Regions from separate parts of the Lactuca sativa genome. Here region 1 is linked to region 2. The links are chromatin contacts, called in public Hi-C maps. All regions are on one chromosome and are shown on one strand. The core of a region is the stretch at or near the end of the contact, and the rest is flanking DNA. Distances in the headings are between cores, read along the strand shown.

Region 1 (2,700 bases), core at 19-2,518, 260 kb before region 2:
AAATTGTATACAAAAGAAATGATTTTGACAAAAGTATCATGTCTCATGAGTTTTCTTCATTTGTATTTTAGAAAATTTTCAAATTTGTTTAATGATCTTTATTGTTTATTTTATTTTGTTTAACTGGTAATCTTTTTCAGACAATAATATCAAATATATCAAATATGATGGTCTTAAAAGTTAATAATTTGGAAAAAAAATGCAAATTGTAAAAGCTAATGCTATAAGTACATTTATTTTACAATTCCACCCATTGTGATTTTTTTTGTCCCTTTTATCTTTTTTTTTTTGTTTATTATTATTATTATTATTATTATTATTATTATTGTTGTTGTTGTTGTTGTTGTTGTTGTTGTTGTAAATATCGATAAGCGTATAAAATTCGGACGATATTATAAAATTCAACCGACTATATAAAATTGAACAAAATCAAAGTTTGTCTTTATTTATCACAAATATTAATTGGTTCAGTATAACAATTGCGTGGTGTGTTATGCGGATTGAAAACAGTTAGTCGAACACTATATAATGTTTTCCATGCAATCGAATGTTCTGATCTGTATATAGGGAAAAGTTTAGACAAAACATTAGACAATATATATGTTCATTGTAAGTCAACCATTACATAATGGTTATGGTGAGCCTGGATCAACATTGTAGTTGTTGATGATGAAAAAATGTTCCGATAGACGAAATAATAATAATAATAATAATAAAAAAGATTGTTTATGAATGAATGTGATGGAACGACAAATAAAAGTAAGTTTTTTTATCTAATTTAAAATTATGCTTGTATTTAGAGTGTAATTTCAATATGAAAAGTAAGTTTTTATTATTAATAATAATAATAATAATAATAATAAGTAAGCTTTTTTATTCAATATGAAAATATGATAATAAATGAACAAAAATATATTTTCCAATATGTAATTGTATTTGTAGTGTAATTCTAAAAAAAATAAGTTTTTTTTAAATAATAAAAATAATCTAATAAATAAAAGAAAAGAACAATAAAAAAAACAAAAAAAAAAGCAAAAAAACAAAAAAATAATGTCAAAAGATAAATAATCGATTAGATGAAGTTAGGAAATAAAAAAAAATAAAAAAGATACTTATAGCAAAACCCATTATAAAACCTATCTTTACAATTCACCATAGTTTCGTGATCCATTTGAAATTAAAAAAACAAAGATTGATTGCCTATTACAGTCCCTATGTTTACTTTTTCTTTACAATTCGGTCAGCATAGTTTCATACACTACAATTACATAACTACTCAAACCAACTTTATCCACTCTGAGCAAGCAAGTGAGAATGCAAACCCTCTTAAACCCTCATCCCATCTCCTTTCTTCCTCCTCCAAAAATCCTAAATCCTAGTAAGCTATTCAAATCCCGTAATATAAACCCATCCCTTCACTTCATCTCAACTGGAAAATTCACCGTTAAAGGTTTCTCAGCGGACGAATTCCCGGTCGATGAGGATTTCATCGAAAAATTCGGTCCCAAAGACGTGGAAACTGAAGATGAAGCCCGTCGCCGCAACTGGATCGAAGGAGGTTGGGCTCCATGGGAGGAAATCCTTACTCCAGAAGGAGATTTCGCCAGAAAATCACTCAACGAAGGAGAAGAAGTAGCATTGGAAAATCCTGATTCGATTGAAGCCTTCAAAATGTTGAGACCTAGTTACAGGAAGAAGAAAATGGAAGAATTAGGGTTAACAGAGGACGAATTTTACGCGAAACAGTTCGAGCTTAAGGGCGACATTCCGGAGCCCTTGAAGACGACATGGGCAGGGCCGCTGGTGGTCCGTCACGTGCCACCGCGAGATTGGCCGCCGAAGGGGTGGGAAGTGGATAAGAAAGAGCTGGAATTTATCAGGGAAGCTCATAAGTTTTCAGCTAGAGTTGATCTTGAGCAAGTACAGAATGAAGCAAAAAGCAATACAGATGATTTGTGTTTGGACAGATATAAGGTGTTTCTGAAGCAGTATAACGAATGGGTGGATGCGAATAGAGATAGATTGGAGGAGGAATCATATAAGGTTCATCCCAACACTCAATTCTTATAGTAATTCCTCAACTTGTAATTAATACTCACTTTGAAAACACCCCATAATTCCAAGCTATTCATGTTATACACTAATGAGATCCATAATTTTTGATACAGTATGATCAAGATTATTTTCCTGGTAGAAGGAAAAGAGGGAAAGATTATAAAGAAGGAATGGTAAGTTTTGAAATAATGTGAACCAAAATCGATGATGATCTTACGTTTTCTTACCCACTTTACCTTTCCCTTCTGCAGTACGAGCTACCATTTTACTACCCCGGACAAGTAAGTTTTACTGCTCTGTAATTCTCTTGAGCCATGTATAAGTATGCACTTGCATTGATTTTATTACCAAAATGAACCTGTAAATCTTATTATCCAAATAGCAATTCATGCTATAAACGTACTTACATACATACATATATGTATATCTTGTGCAGATTTGTGTTGGTAAAGTGACTACTTTGCATCTTTATCAAGGAGCTTTCGTTGACATTGGAGGTGTTCATGATGGGTAAGTCTTGATAAATGATGTGTATTAAGTCGTTAAGTCGTTTCTCTGGTCTATTAAGTCGTTATTTCTGCATTAAGTAAAAAAAAAGAAACACTTGTATACAATATATATAGCTTTTTAGACTCTTAACTCTAA
Region 2 (2,739 bases), core at 70-2,569:
CCCGTATCCTTCGCCTTGTGTTTTACGGAATGCTGCGTGGTTGTGGTGGAAATAGAGGCCGAAATCAACGAGGCAACCGATTGCGGGTTCGCCATCGATGAAGATGTGGGACTCAGGTAGGTGCCAGCCTCTGGGACGAACAAAGAGCTTGGCGATTTGATCATTGAGTTTGTATACCCTGTTTCTAGCTTTGTCCTGAAAGCTGATTGTGCCATTCACAGCATCCTTTAAGTTCACTTGTCCTTTCATTAGGTTCTCCCATGTTGGCGATAGTGCATCTTCAAAATCAGCCTGTTTTGTTTTCATTCATGATAAGGCTTGTTTAGTTTATTAATTTCAGGGTTTGTTATTCTTAAGAATCTGATAACATTTAAGAATTCAAACAAGCTAGACTATACGTCTCCTACAAAACCCAACTTACAAACCCTATGTATTGATTTATATGTTAAATTATCGAACGGATTATTTGAGAGTTAGTTTAGTTGGAAAATAAAATGTTATAATCTTTTGAGCCTCTTAAAAACCCACTGGTCCAATACTACTAACCCAATAGCACAATACTAGTATTTAACTATAAACTACTAGTTTAGACAAACTTTGTCATTTGTTTTTATTTAATCAAAGCAAAATTGCAAAATACTAGCAATAACAACTAATAACTATTTCGTTTATTCTTAGGTCCGTATTATTTTGGTCGCGCGTTATGATTACTGTTGGATGATCATGCAAAGTTGCAAACAAGTAAACTATTGAAAAAACAAAATGCATGAAACAAAAATCACTCACCATGAAAACCTTAGCTCCAGAATTAAGTGCATTAATGATCATCTTCCTCTCCACCGGACCCGTTATCTCTACTCTCCGATCAGCCACCGCCGGCGGCACCTCCGCGCACATCCAATCCCCATCTCTTACGTTCTTCGTTGCTGGATCAAAACCTGGCAACCCACCGGAATTATACCGCATCTTAGCCTCTTTCCTACACTCCATTGCATACTTAACATGGTTCCTGAACTCTCTCTGTAAAGCAGCCACAAATATCAAAGCATCTTTCGTAAGAATCTTGGCAAACTCTTCGTCATATCTGCCTCTGATGTCTACTCCCTCCGGAACATCGTATCTGCCACCTACGCCGCCACCGGGGATCTTTTTCATGGCGGTGTCACCGTAATACCCCACACTCATTGCCATGTTTGGTGATACACAAACTGAACTGTGTGTCGATAAAGTGTGTTTTTATATATAGTTGTTATGGGCTAGCGAAGTTTATAAAGAAAGTGTAGGGGTGTAGGGGATAACGATGGAAATGGGTTGGGGGTGGATTTACGTGCATAAGATAATAGAATGTGACGATAGTTTTTGTATTGTTGATAAGATTGGGGAATGGGAATGGGGATGATCGATCTTCTTGGGCTTTGGGATCGATAAATTATTGTTTTTAAGTTACAATTGCTAAAAAAAAAAAAAAAAAAAAAAAAAAAAAAAAAAAAAAAAAAAAAAAAAAACTAGAGATGTCAAAACGTATCCGGTAATTTGGATTGAATAATTGTTTAATATGTTTTCTTAGAATGATAGAGGTATTAATAACTGTTAATATATATTTTGGTCTAATATATAAGTTTTGATTTGAATTAGACTAGTGTCTTTGAATTAGACTGTAGACATCTTGTCCAATCTATATTAATTTTATAAATATTATAAAGATTATATGATTAGAACAATAATACTATTATCTTTTAATATGGTAATTTAAAAGTTGTATATATAAAAAACATGTTTTGGAATCATTTTGGATAGTTTAATTTAGTTTTAATAAATAGTTTTGTTTTATTAATTTGAATAGTTAGAAATGTAGCATAATTCAGTTTATTTCATACAAAAATAATATGAATATTAGACTCTGAGTAAAAGTCCAAAAAACGGATGACCACACTCGACTATTGTTTCCAATTTGCCTAGGGAAATGAACCTTGGATAAGTTAATAATTTACATTTGTCATTGGAACAAAGGGGAGCGGTGTCACGTCATCAATGTCGTCCCATGCCTCTATATTTTTATTTTTTAATTTTGAGTAAATTGCAAAAATGGTCCCTGTGGTATGCAAAATTTTGGGGTTTTAGTCCAAACAGTGATTTTTTTGGTTTCGTAGTCCTTTTGGAGTGGTTTGTATGCAAAAATGGTCCCTCCGAAACTGAAATGACTATAATACCCTTGAGGTATTTATTTTTCATTTTTCTTTCATTATTCTTAAAATTTAATATTTATTTATTTATTTTAACAATTAAAAAAATAAAAAAGGGCTCACCTCTCTCTCTCTCTCTCTCTCTCTCTCTCTCTCTCTCTCTCTCTCTCTCTCAGACAAGCCTTCATCTTCCCTCTTTCAAACCTTAATTCGCTGTCAAAATTGAGACCCAAAAAATCGCGATTTACTCATATACACAATCGAGAAATCGAGGTCATCAACTAGTGGTTGTTCATCATCTTCTCCGTCGCCTGCAACTTCGCGAGTAACAGCGGCAATACCTCGAGATCGGAATCCAGGAAGCGTGGTTTTGGGGAAGCAGAAGTTTAATCTGAGCGAAGTAGAAGAGGTAGAGGAGGAGCGCGTCTCTTGAAAGGGCGGAATGAAGACAGAGCTTGAAAGAGCTTCCATGGAGCAAGAACGAAAGATTATATAAAGAGGAAAGGGGTTATAGTTTAGTGAAGGTTGGAGTAGACATGATCAGGTGGTTCACTGA

The links. Hi-C and Micro-C count contacts between places; a contact is called where the count stands out from the background.
Region 1: a Hi-C map of leaf shows a contact between it and region 2, with 6 times the contacts expected there. The contact joins the promoter of LOC111880497 here to the promoter of LOC111880531 in region 2. A contact is called at or near these places in 4 of 4 Hi-C or Micro-C datasets (bud, leaf and seed).

The regions. Positions count from the first base shown.
Region 1 is chr5:29,249,788-29,252,487 of Lsat_Salinas_v11, reverse strand. LOC111880497 (protein PLASTID TRANSCRIPTIONALLY ACTIVE 10) reads left to right here and starts at 1,268. Exons shown (of 11, transcript XM_023876923.3): 1 at 1,268-2,043; 2 at 2,169-2,228; 3 at 2,307-2,336; 4 at 2,492-2,565. The coding sequence starts at 1,315.
Region 2 is chr5:28,993,230-28,995,968 of Lsat_Salinas_v11, reverse strand. LOC111880531 (malate synthase, glyoxysomal) reads right to left here and starts at 1,319. Exons shown (of 4, transcript XM_023876963.2): 1 at 787-1,319; 2 at 1-291. The coding sequence starts at 1,191.